Linked DNA regions of Mus musculus: region 1 is linked to region 2. Evidence: chromatin contacts called from public promoter capture Hi-C data. All regions are on one chromosome and are shown on one strand. Each heading gives the region's core, a stretch centred on a gene start, on an enhancer-like site or on the middle of the called end of the contact. The rest is flanking DNA. Distances are from core to core; before and after follow the strand shown.

Region 1 (5,720 bases), core at 24-2,523, 390 kb before region 2:
GCTCTGACCATGTCCAGTCAGATGCCCATGTTAAGTCTACTTCTCTCTGCTCTTCCAGATGCCTCTGGCTGTTCCCTCTCACTCATATTTACAATAAACATCCCCTCTCCTGGGGGCTGGAGAGATGACTCAGTGGTTAAGAGCACCGACTACTCTTCCAAAAGTCCTGAGTTCAAATCCCAGCAACCACATGGTGGCTCACAACCACATGTAATGAGATCTGACGCCCTCTTCTGGCGCATCTGAAGACAGCTACAGTGTACTTACGTATAATAAATAAATAAATCTTTAAAAAAAAATCCCCTTTCCTTATGGGGGCTGGAGAGATGGCTCATCTGTTAAGAGCACTATCTGCTCTTTCAGAGGACCCAGGTTTCATTACCACAAATCACATAGGAATTCACTACTGTCTTTCTAACTTCAGCTCCAGGGGATCCAATGACCTCTTTTGACTTCAGTGGGCCCTGCATGCATGTGGTACACAGACATATATGTAGGCAAAACACCCATGTACATAAAAATAATTTTAAAAACCTTCACCTTAATTATACCATGGAGTGGTTATGTCAGTTTATACAGGCAGTGCACACATATAATTCCCATACATGAGTTGTCACTGCTAAAAGTTTCAGGCCAACCCAAAACATATACTGATTTCCAGGCTAGACTAACTCTGTTATTGCATACAGTCTTGCTGTATTTCAGGCCCAAATTTGGGAATTAATGGCAAGATAATGCCTGTAGCTATATAGTAGTCTGACTTTGGCGCTAACATGGCTTAAATCTAATACTTCTGATTTTGGGTCAAAAAAACTACCTTTACGAGCTTTAGAAAATACCCATTTAAGCAGGTGTCAGCTGTGGAGGCGTGTTTGCAATCATCATGGAAACCACTTAAGCATGTGGAGTGGAACTTCAGAGGGATTTGGGGGTCAGAGCAGTGAATAGCAAGTAAAAGGGACTGGGGAGGGTTAAAACAAATGTTCCTATTCAAGGCTTCTCTGCTTTTCTTTCTTTTCAGCATTGGGAATGGAACCAGAGCCTTAAGCACTCCGGGACTGAGCCACACCCCTAAGCCTCTCATTCCTCATGAGAGATCCAAAAGTAGAAGGCAAAAAGTCAAAAGGTCCCTTTTCTCTTTTGTCCTTTGCTTCCGCCTGGGATAGGTCTCAAAATGCTCTACCTAAGTGGTGATCTACTTCCCATGAGCCTCTGCTTCCCGCTCCGGCAGGGGTGCGTGCGCCCTTCCCAGCAGCCTTTGCGCGCGGCTGGAGTTCTGCGGACACCAGGACTTCAAGATGGCGTCACTCGGTGAGTACTCGGCCCTTTCCTGGCCTTGGGGTTGGAAGCCCGATTTGGGCACAGGCTCCAGGGCCACAGTGGGGTGAGAAGGAACCGCGGGAACTCTTGCTCTTCACCCGGGGCTTCACTGAAGCCTCCCCGGAAGCGCGCTGGACACTTACTATAAGGTCCTGTGCTCCCGCCCTCCTCCCTCCACTCTGCAGCGGATTTCTGCTGTGCATCGCCTGGCCTGGCGGTGGAAGACCCAGTCAGCACGGAGAGGCTTCTGGGGGCCTGCACATGCGTTGCCCGGAACCATTTGTCTGTCCTTCCGCGGAGGACTAAGCTGCTGCTTTTTCTTCCTGCGCGACTTGACACAGGCAGGGTCACTTGAACCTTTACGCTGGGCAGCGCTTGGACCTCCCTGGAGATGAGGCTTTCAGATTACGGTCCAGGACCAGCGAATGCCTAGAATGGTTCCCGACACCACATTATGTTACATACGTGTCGACTGAATACGCCTACTGGGGTGAAGTGACCTGTTCAAGGTCACCAGTCCTGAGAGAGCCTCGCTGGGATTCAGACCTAGGTTGGCGGGTCTCATGATAAATGAGATTACCTTTCAGAAATGTCCTTGTGACAGACAAGCAGATGTTCCCTTAACACGTACGAGTCAATCTCCACACACATTCATTGCGCACTGTTGGGATTACACATTATTGTTGTTTTTGTTATTATGTGTCCCACACGTGTCTAGGTATGGTCATGGGAATGCTGGAGCTTGTGTCCAGGTTCGAGGACAACTCCGAGGAACTCCAGTAGCCAGGCTAGCCATTTCACAGTTGTCTACCTCCTCCTTTTGAGACAGGGTTTCACCATGTAGCCCAGATTGGTCATGAACTTGCTGCCACAGTCGTGATGTATTAGCGTCTATCTCTGAGTGCTAGGATTACAGGCCTATGCTACTGTACTTAGCTTGTTACAGTGTTCTTTATCTCAGCCTGGGAAGGTGAAGGGGGGGGTGTCTAAAAACGGGGTGTGAAGGAGCTGAGCCTTTTTGATTTGGTTTGGTACTTGGTTTTGCAAGATAGGATTTCTTTGTGTAGCTCCAGCTGTAATGGAACTCATCTGTGGATCCACCTGCTTCTGTCTCCCCAGTACTGGGCTTAAAGGTGTAGGTCACTGCCACCTGGGGCATTAGCAGCTATTTTATCTGTAAAATGGTAGGAGATGGTTAGTGAACACAGCTTTCAGAAGAGACAACGGGAAGAGCATTAATGACACTGCTCAAGAGGCTGAAGAAGCACAATTGTCAGCCTGGGCCTTCCTCTCCAAAAAAAAAGTTGAAAAAATAGAAGTTTTGGATCCCAACCCCTACAGGATTTCTCTGCCACTCTGGCTATCCTTGAACTTGAACTCCACCTGCCTCTGCCTTCCCAATTGCTAGGGTTGAAGGTGTGTGCCGCCACTGCCACAACCACCACCCCTATCACTTTTTCTTGTTTTTTTTAAAGACAAGGTCTCCCTAAATAGCTGTGGCTATCCTGAAATTCACTAGATAGATCAGGCTTGTCTGGAACTCATAAAAGTCTCTCTGCTTCTGCCTCCTAAGTGCTGGGGTTAAAGGCATGCGCCATCATACCCAGCTTAAAGTTTGCAATCTTATTTAAGTAGAGGGTTAGTGTGAAGAGACCTTTGAAGGAAAGACTAAAGAGTTTAGTACACTTCGCCAGCTGGGGGTTGATATTGTACCCCTGTCACCCTAGCAGTGGGAAAGCTGAAACAAGAAGATTATCCATGAGTTTAAGGCTAGCCGGTACTGTATAGCAATACCCTATCTCAAAAAAACCAAACCAACAAACAAAAAGATGACTCAGTTCAAGAAAGATACTGGGCGGGGCTGGGGAGGGGTGGAGTAGTCGGGTTGCGGCTCAGTTGGTGGAGTGCTTGCCCCACAGGCACAAAGTCCTGGGTTCCATCCTCAGCACCACATAAAGCTGGTAACTCCAGCACTTGGAAGGTAGCAGGATCCGCCATGCCAAAGACATCCATTGACATACAGCAGCAGGTTTGAGCCCAGCATGAGCTACATAAGATCCTGTCTTAAAAAAAAAAAAAAAAAAAAAAAAAAAAAAGGCGAGCATGGTGGCACATGAGTATGTATGTTCATGAGTGTGTGTCTGTCTCTCTCGAGTGTGCGCGTGCATGTGCACATGTGCAGAAGAGCCACGGGGACTGTATGGAGGTCAGAAAACAACTTTGCAGGCTCTGCACATACTTTTAATCCCAGTTCTCAGGGGGCGAAGGCAGGGAGATCCCTGAGTTCAAGCTCAGCCTGGTCTACATAGTTCCAGGACAGCCGGAGCTATAGAGAGAGACCTTGTCTCAGAAAACAAAGATAAGTGAGAAAGTGGCCACCCCACAATGAAGGGTTCTGTTGGTGTGAACTGGGCATCTGGTTTTCCCTTGGGGTATGTGAGTGAGGTCGGTTCGCACAATCTGATTCTGCGTAACTCTAGTGAAGGATCTGGAGGTCACGCCTCCTAAGTATTGATGGGTTTTTAACAGTTACCAGTAGCACATACGATTTGGAAGCTTTGGGAGTGGAGGTGTTGTCTGGGGCTGGAGAGAGGGCTCGGTGAGTGGAGATGACACAAGGTTGGTTCCCAGCTCCCACATGGTGGTTCATATTCATCTGAAACCCTAGTTCCAGGGCATCTGATGCCCTCTTCTGACCTGTGTACACTAAGCATGAGTATGGTGCGTATCCATACATGCAGGCAAAATACCCATGTACATATAATAAAAATATTAAAATTTTTAAATGATGTATTTTTATTTGATGTGCGTTGGCATTTTGCCTGCATGTATGTTTATATGAGGGTGTCATATTCCCTGGAATAAAGTTACAGATAGTTGTAAGCTGCCATGTGGGTGCTGGGAATTGAACCTGGATCCTCTGGAAGAATAGTCAGTGCTCTTAACTGCTGAGCCATCTCTCCAACTTCAGAAGAATAAATCTTGAAATTATTTACTTTTATTTTTGGAGACAGGGTCTTTCTATGTAGCCCTGTTTGTCCTGGAACTCACTATGTAGATCAGGCTGGTCTTGAATTCATAGAGATCTGCCTGACTCTGTTTACCAAATGCTGGGATGATAAAATGCATGCACTACCATGCTCGGCTCTTTAAAAATAATTTTTGTTACAGTATTCTGTGTGTGCAAGCATATGCAAGCCACAGTTGTGGAGATTGGTTCTTCCACATGCCCTAGGGCTACCCCAGGACTTGGACAGAGCTATCCTGAGATCAACTTCCAGAGCATGGAACAAGTTGTGAGGTTTGATATGTTTCCTTCCTATGTATGGGTTCCTCTCAATGCAGGGTAATTATTATTACAACTCTGTGATGACAAGATACCACAGGGCTGATGAGCTGGCTCAGTGGTTAAGAACACTCGTTGCTCTTGCAGAGGACCTGAGTTTGGAAAATGTTAGGGTTTTTTTTTTTAATTTTATTTTATCTATTTATCTATCTATCTATCTATCTATCTATTTATTTATTTTTGGTTTTTCGAGACGGGGTTTCCCTGTGTAGCCCTGGCTGTCGTGGAAATCACTTTGTAGACCAGGCTGGCCGCAAACTCAGAAATCCACCTGCCTCTGCCTCCCGAGTGGTGGGAATAAAGGTATGTGCCACCACGCCTGGCTGGGGTCTTTATTTTTTGAGATAGAGGTTTGTTTGTCATTCACCCTATGACATCTTGATATTTCGTCTGCATCTCCTGAGAGCCAGGATTATAGGTGTGTGCCTCCCTGCTTGGCTTCAGGATTAGCTCTTTGGTGTCCTAAGCTGCTCCATTTTATTCTCTCCTGTGGTCCTTAGCTTTCTTTTTTACAGTCATTCTCAGTAAGCTGTTAGACACTGTTCATTTAGAAAGCTTTCTTTTATGTGCATGTGTGCTTTTGCCTGCATGTATGTCTGCATACCACATAGGAGTCGGTGCTGGGGGTGACCAGAGGCAATTGAATTACAGACCGTTGTGTGATGCTGGTAATTAAACCCAGGTCCTCTGAGCCATCTCTCCAGGCCCTGGTGTTTAAAGGCTTTGCTAAGCAGCAGCTCTACCATTACATAGGCTTAGGCCTTACAGTATCATCTTTAGTGTGTTATATTTATTCACAGAACGGCTCCCGTGCAGCATCTGTGTACTTCATCTACTTGCAGGGACAGTTGAAAATGACATGGGAGAAGTGTTGTGTTGCTGGAGGGCTATTCTGTGTTTTGTTTTTCTTGCAGTGCCGCTGAAGGAGAAGAAGCTCATGGAAGTCAAACTTGGAGAGCTGCCGAGCTGGATAATGATGCGGGATTTCACCCCCAGTGGCATTGCCGGAGCCTTTCGGAGAGGTCGGTGTCTACGGGCAAGACGGCAGAAGCAG
Region 2 (5,854 bases), core at 3,346-5,845:
ACAAAAAAACGCAAGAGACAGTTTTACCCCAGAACACACATGGTCACTGTACTGTTAAGCAGAGCAACTTGAAAGCAATGTCTCTTGGGTCCCCAGCCGTAGACCACACAGAGGTTACCAAGATTAATTTTAAAGTTACCACAAAGAAACTCTAGGAAACAACTGGTGTTCAGCTGTCTGAACAGCTCTGACTGCGCCAGAGTGCGTCAGCAACTCTGCTGAGCACAGGGCTTTGGGGCTCTGAGGTAAAACAGGCAGGGGAAGATGCTGCTCAAGTGTGCACATAACTACTGTGGCATCTGGAAAGAGACATGGAATTCTGAGGGTAGCCTTTTAGAAACTTAGTGGTAAGGGTCAGGGTCACAGACATTTCTACTGTGCTTTATAAAAGAAGGTTTGTGGGGGTGGGAAGCATAAAAAACAGCCTGGGTAAACAGTTTTACTCCAGAACACAGCCAGGGGTAACGGCCAGGGGCAGGCATGAGAACCGCAGAGTGTCAGGAGCTGGCTGCAGCAGAGTGGCTGACCTGGGAAAACAACACTAGAAAGAGGAAGATCAGAAACCATCATGCTTTAGCCAATGTGAACTTCATGTAGCTCTTTTGTGTGTGTATGTGTAGGTGTGAGGGCGTGCACACGGAAGCCTGCATGCAGAGGTCAGAGGACACTTGTAGAGTTGGTTGTCTCCTGTCTGTCATTTGGGTCCCTGGGGACTGAACTCAGGCTTGGCTGTGAGCATCTCCATCTCCAGAGCCATCATTTCTGTCCTGCCTACTGCTTGCCCAATATACCCAGAGAACTTGAACTTGGTAATAACTTCCACAGTTCTCACCACCAACATAACCACTTGACTGACAAAGGCTCTCAGAGAAACCGCCCCGCCTCAGTCTCTCTTAAACGACTACTTGTCCCCAAGTCCAAACTCACCACACTGCTGGGCCACTGCTACCATGGTGTAGTGGCGGATCAAGCTGGCCACAAAGGGCAGGGCACTGGGTCGCAGGTCTTTGATGACTGCAGACATGAATGCCCCAGTCAGAGCCTGTTCAAATGTTTTCCGGGCTGGAGTGTCCTGTGCTTTGTAGCGATGTGATATGATGACATTGGGAATGGTCTTTTCTGTAAAGCTAGAAGACAGAATCACACGCGTCACACACCCAGTGTCTCGGGTCACAACAAGCTCTCATGTAGAGTAACTGAAATCTGCCTCTGCTCCAATTTCAGCAGCATTTGGTACCAGATATGGACTTCATTTTTTCAACATTTATGGCCAGTGTTTCAAGAGATAGCAAATTATATTTTCCCTAACACACACACACAGACTTGGGGCAGAATTATGACTCCAGGCAGTCAGTGCATTGCCTTCTGTGTTATGGGTCAAGGCTGCTGTAGTGGCTAAGTGGTTAAAAATCACTGGCTGCTCTTGTTAAAGGCACTTTTTGTTTTTGTGGAGTGTTTTGCCTATGTGCATTGTATACTGTACATGTTTGGTCTTAGAAGAGGCAGTGCATGTCCTGGATCTGCTGTCGTAAGACTGTGAGCCCCATGTGGGTTCCAGAAGTGGAACCTAGATCAGCAACAAGAGCAGCAGTGCCCGTAACCACTGAGCCACATTTCAGCAAGAGATCGGAGTGCTCAGCGTCCACTTGTCAGCTCACGGCCACCCAAAAACTGAGGAATCTGATGCCCTCTTCTGAGGGCACCAGGCATGTTCAAGATGCACGGACATGCATACAGGCAACACACATACACAAAAATAAAATACCTTTTTAAAAAGAGAAATAGCCGGGCGGTGGTGGCACACACCTTTAGTCCCAGCACTTGGGAGGCAGAGGCAGGTGGATTTCTGAGTTCAAGGCCAGCCTGGTCTGCAAAGTGAGTTCCAGGACAGCCAGGGCTACACAGAGAAACCCTGTCTCAAAAAAACAAAACAAAACAAAACAAAACAAAACAAAACAAAAAAACCCAACAAAAAAAGAGAGAAATAAAGGTTGTTTTCCCTGCTGCTACAAAGGCGCATGCATGCCTTGGGCACAGTTGCTTTACCAGCCACCACTGTCACATCAGAGGAAGGCAGTGCAGGAGCAATGGATGGCCATGCTCTGCACAGGCGCTCAGACCATCTCTGCCCTCTGAGGCCTGGCATGTGAAATGTTCGCCGCTTCCTTCCAGAGCCTCAGACTCCAGGCCTGTCTTTGTATGTTGGTATCTAACTGTGCTGAGCCTGCACGCTCTAAACTTGGGGAGGCCCTTTGTGATGATCAGAACAAGAATCAAAGGGACGGAGAAGTTTCTGAAAAGATGATTAAAAGCATAAACCCTGTGACGTGGTTGCTTGCAGGCACAGCAAAGACCTCAGGGTAAAATGCCACCCAAGAGTGTAGGGAACAAACTTTAAATTCTGGATTAAAAAAAAAAAATGCATTGCTGGAAAGATGTTCAGAGGCTAAGTCTCTGTTGTACAAGACAGGAGGGCATTATATCCAATCTCTAGAACCCACACACAAAAGCTAGGTGTGGACCCACATGTGCCTGTGACAGCAGCATTAGGTGGGAGAATTCTCTGACCTCCCCAAACAATCGGTCATATGCACACACAAGCAGGGAAAAATATTATTTTTTAAAATAAAGTTTAAACTCGTGTGTGTGTGTGTGTGTCTGTGTGTGTGTCTGTGTGTGTGTGTGTGTCCAGGTGTGGTGGCAAACACAACCTAACCTCAGCACTGTGGAGGCAGAGACAAGTGGTTACCTATGGGTTTGAGGTGAACCTTGCCTATGTAACAAGTTCCAGGTCTGGCAGGGATACCCACAGAAACCCAGCCTCCAAAATGAAACCAAATTGTAAGAATTTAACCAACGATGAAGTGGGAATAGCATAGGGTCTGTCACGGGCTGAGATGTGGCTCTGTCACCTGGCATCTAAGAGCCAGAGGCTGGAGGAACCAGAGTTCCAGTGACCCTCAGCCACATACTGAGTTTAGGACCAGCCTGCATTAAATGAGACCCTGTCTCTAAACACAAAAAGAACAACATTTAAAAAGCCATGCAAAGTGCAAACATGGCCCTAGATTCCTTGACAGCAAGACACACACTGAAATGGATCCAAGACCAATTCTTACTCCAGATGGCCATGTTCTCTCTTCCCTTTCTCTAGAGCAGTTCTTCTCATCCTTCCTACGACTCTTTAATCCAGCTCCTCATGTTGTAGTGACCCCAACCATAAAAGTGTTTTCGCTGCTACTTCACAACTGTGATTTTGACACTGTTGTGAACCATACTGTAAATATCTGTGTTTTGCAATGGTCTTAAGTGACCCTTGTATAAGAATCATCTGCCCCAGGGGTCATGACCCAGAGGCTGAGACCCACTGCTCCAGACGCTACATGCTGTGTCACTGGGTAAGTTACATACTGCCCTGGCTGTTTGAAAGGGCACACTCCTAGCAGACTCCTGGGCAGTCACTTATGTTCCTAATTTTTGCGGCGAGCTGCTCCAGTCCCAGAAAATAGCCCAAGTCATACTTGGGGTGCGCCAGCAGCTGGTAGAGCGCATGCTTGTTGTCCTCCAGGCTCATCATGGCTACCAGGAAGCACCTGATCACCTCCCATGCCTGCCTCCGGTAGTAGGGCTCTGTGTTGGCACTTTTCAGGCAGTCCAGGGCGGTCTCAATGGCCTAGGATAAAAAGCACAGTATGTACAGTGTGCGCAGAAAGGCGTGTGCGCACACTCACACACACTCACACATCCAGCATTAGCTTGCTAAGGAAACTGAAGAGGGAGGGCATCAGTCTAACAGGCAACCACAAACCAGAGTCTGAAAGCAGAGACAGTGAAGAAAGCAAGGAGCTGCACGGCCACAGATAGCATTAAGAGTGCACAGCACTCTGGCTGGAAGGTTTTACTTTTAATTATGTGTCTATGTGTGCATCTGTCTATAGGTTATGTATATGTTGAGTACAGGTGTCCACAGAGGGCAGAGGGTGTCATATCCCCTCGAGCTGGAGTTCTGGGCAGCACCATGGATGCTGGGAACTGAGGCAGCAGCCTCTGCAAGAGTAGCACATGCTAGTGAGTGCTCAGCCTGCTCTCTACCCCCAATTTCCCGTCTAGTGACCAGGGTTAGACTCCAGGAAGTCAAGGAGCTTGGGAGGGTCCAGCGTGGTAGGCTGTCAGCCACACACCCATAAGGGTCTGGAGCTCAGGAGCCACGGCTGCACAAACACAGTCTTCCCTCAAGCAGGGACCTGAAAAACAAGGCTTTCACTTCCCTCTGAAGGAGGCAGCCAACTAGCAGCTCCGCCACACATCTGCATGCACACATATGCACATAGATAAAGAGACGGAGACAGAGAGAAACACAGAGGTACAACACTAACTCATTTCCAAAGAGCCAGAAAGGAGACAACAGCAGAGTTAGAATAAAAACGTGAATAAAAAAGTGAGATGCTGGGAGCCCAGGGATGAGGAACAATTATAGATACACTTGAGTTCTCAATGGTCCTGGAAACAAGGCCCAGCAAGATGACAACAGACCAGGAGCTCAGGTGAGCTGGTCAACGGGGAAGAATTCTACTCTCAAGAGTCCTCAACTCCTGGATAACACCCTGCCACAGGCCTACAAGCATTACGCAAGCCACCTTCCCAACCAAGATTGTCCCGTGACTCCTGTCCTTCCCTCAGAGTTGGCTCACATATGTCTTTGATATTGAAATCAATTTCCTTAGAGCAAAACACGATCTCCCGGAAGCTCCAACTTTACCTTTTCCATCGGAAGCTGGAGAGAAGCTTTGCAATCAGAGAACTCCACGGTAATGCTGGGGCCTTGAACTTCAGTCACAACATAGTGCAGCTTCTGGGACTCCTTCAACATCTTCCTGTTGCTGCCGCCAAACTTCCCAAGCACACGGTAGGCCACGTGGGAGATGCTGTCTGCAGGGTTGCGAAGCGTGCGCCACAAAGCCTAAAAAAACCAACTGGCTTTCACCAAAGGCTAGCCAGGCAGCAAGTTCACACAGCTTCCGACCACAACTCCAATCTGTTAGATATAGGGACTCTTCCTCCTGCTTCTGTCCCGCAAACATGGCTCCCCCTTGGTTGTCCTCCCCCAGAGAAGGTCTGCCTTTACTAAGCAAACAAACAAACATATTTTGGAGCTCCTTTATATAAAAGATGGCACAGAAAAAAAAGCAAAGCATTAGGGCATCCATGGTGCTGCCCATAAACTTCAGTTCTAGGGGATACGTCACTCTCTGCCCTCTGTGGACACTTGCACTCAACATGAAACATGGCAAATATGTAATGTCATGTATTCTAAGTCTCCATTTATGGAAGGTAAGGGTGTGTGTGGTAGGGGGTCCCTGAGAGCCAGGCTAAAGAAAAACAGAAAATAGACACAAGGGCAGAGCAATGTCCTTGAACACAGACTTGACCACACCCCTCCTTGCTCAGTAAACCTTCCCCTAAGGACAGGGAGCCTCCATGTGGATGGTTTAGTCTCTGCCAAAATGCTTACATGAGACCTTGTTCCATCCCTAGTGTGCGCACACACACCCTTGGGCCGTCTTTAGAAGCCCTTAGAGATTTATCACAGCCTTATATAAGACAACCCTAGCCCAACGCCCAGTGCTCGTGTTCTGAAGCCTCAGTGTGCAGTCTCTGTGCACGTCAGCTCCTAAAGTTTGACTGCAGGGTTAGCTGAGCTCAGGGATGCCCTGCACGCCACGCCTGCGCCGCCTGCTGCACAGCACTGCACTCGCTGCCTGGGTCCCCTCACTTGAATTACCTACGTCTCAAAATCACTCTTGTCCTTGTTTTAATCACTTTCCTAACTTCCATGACAACACTCACTGTCGGA

What was found. Promoter capture Hi-C pulls out the DNA fragments that hold promoters and counts their contacts.
Region 1: a promoter capture Hi-C map of cranial neural crest shows a contact between it and region 2. The contact joins the promoter of Atp5j2 here to the enhancer-like site in region 2. A contact is called at or near these places in 6 of 39 promoter capture datasets (the C10 cell line, the HPC-7 cell line, cranial neural crest and 3 more), 1 of 484 Hi-C or Micro-C datasets (the G1E-ER4 cell line), 2 of 115 datasets of contacts at active chromatin or transcription factors (the 230-238 cell line and bone marrow-derived macrophages) and 2 of 9 other capture datasets (adipose tissue and pancreatic islet).

Annotation. Positions count from the first base shown.
Region 1 is chr5:145,187,094-145,192,813 of GRCm38.p6, reverse strand. Atp5j2 (ATP synthase, H+ transporting, mitochondrial F0 complex, subunit F2) reads left to right here and starts at 1,273. Exons shown (of 4, transcript NM_020582.3): 1 at 1,273-1,311; 2 at 5,581-5,688. The coding sequence starts at 1,299.
Region 2 is chr5:144,796,067-144,801,920 of GRCm38.p6, reverse strand. Trrap (transformation/transcription domain-associated protein) reads right to left here. Exons shown (of 71, transcript NM_001081362.2): 21 at 4,760-4,960; 22 at 3,522-3,673; 23 at 928-1,127. Among named protein-coding and RNA genes, the nearest start is that of Gm23995, 25 kb to the right of the region's middle. Within about 2 kb of position 4,595, at least 5 of the 459 cell types and tissues checked have an H3K27ac peak or open chromatin away from gene starts, as enhancers often do.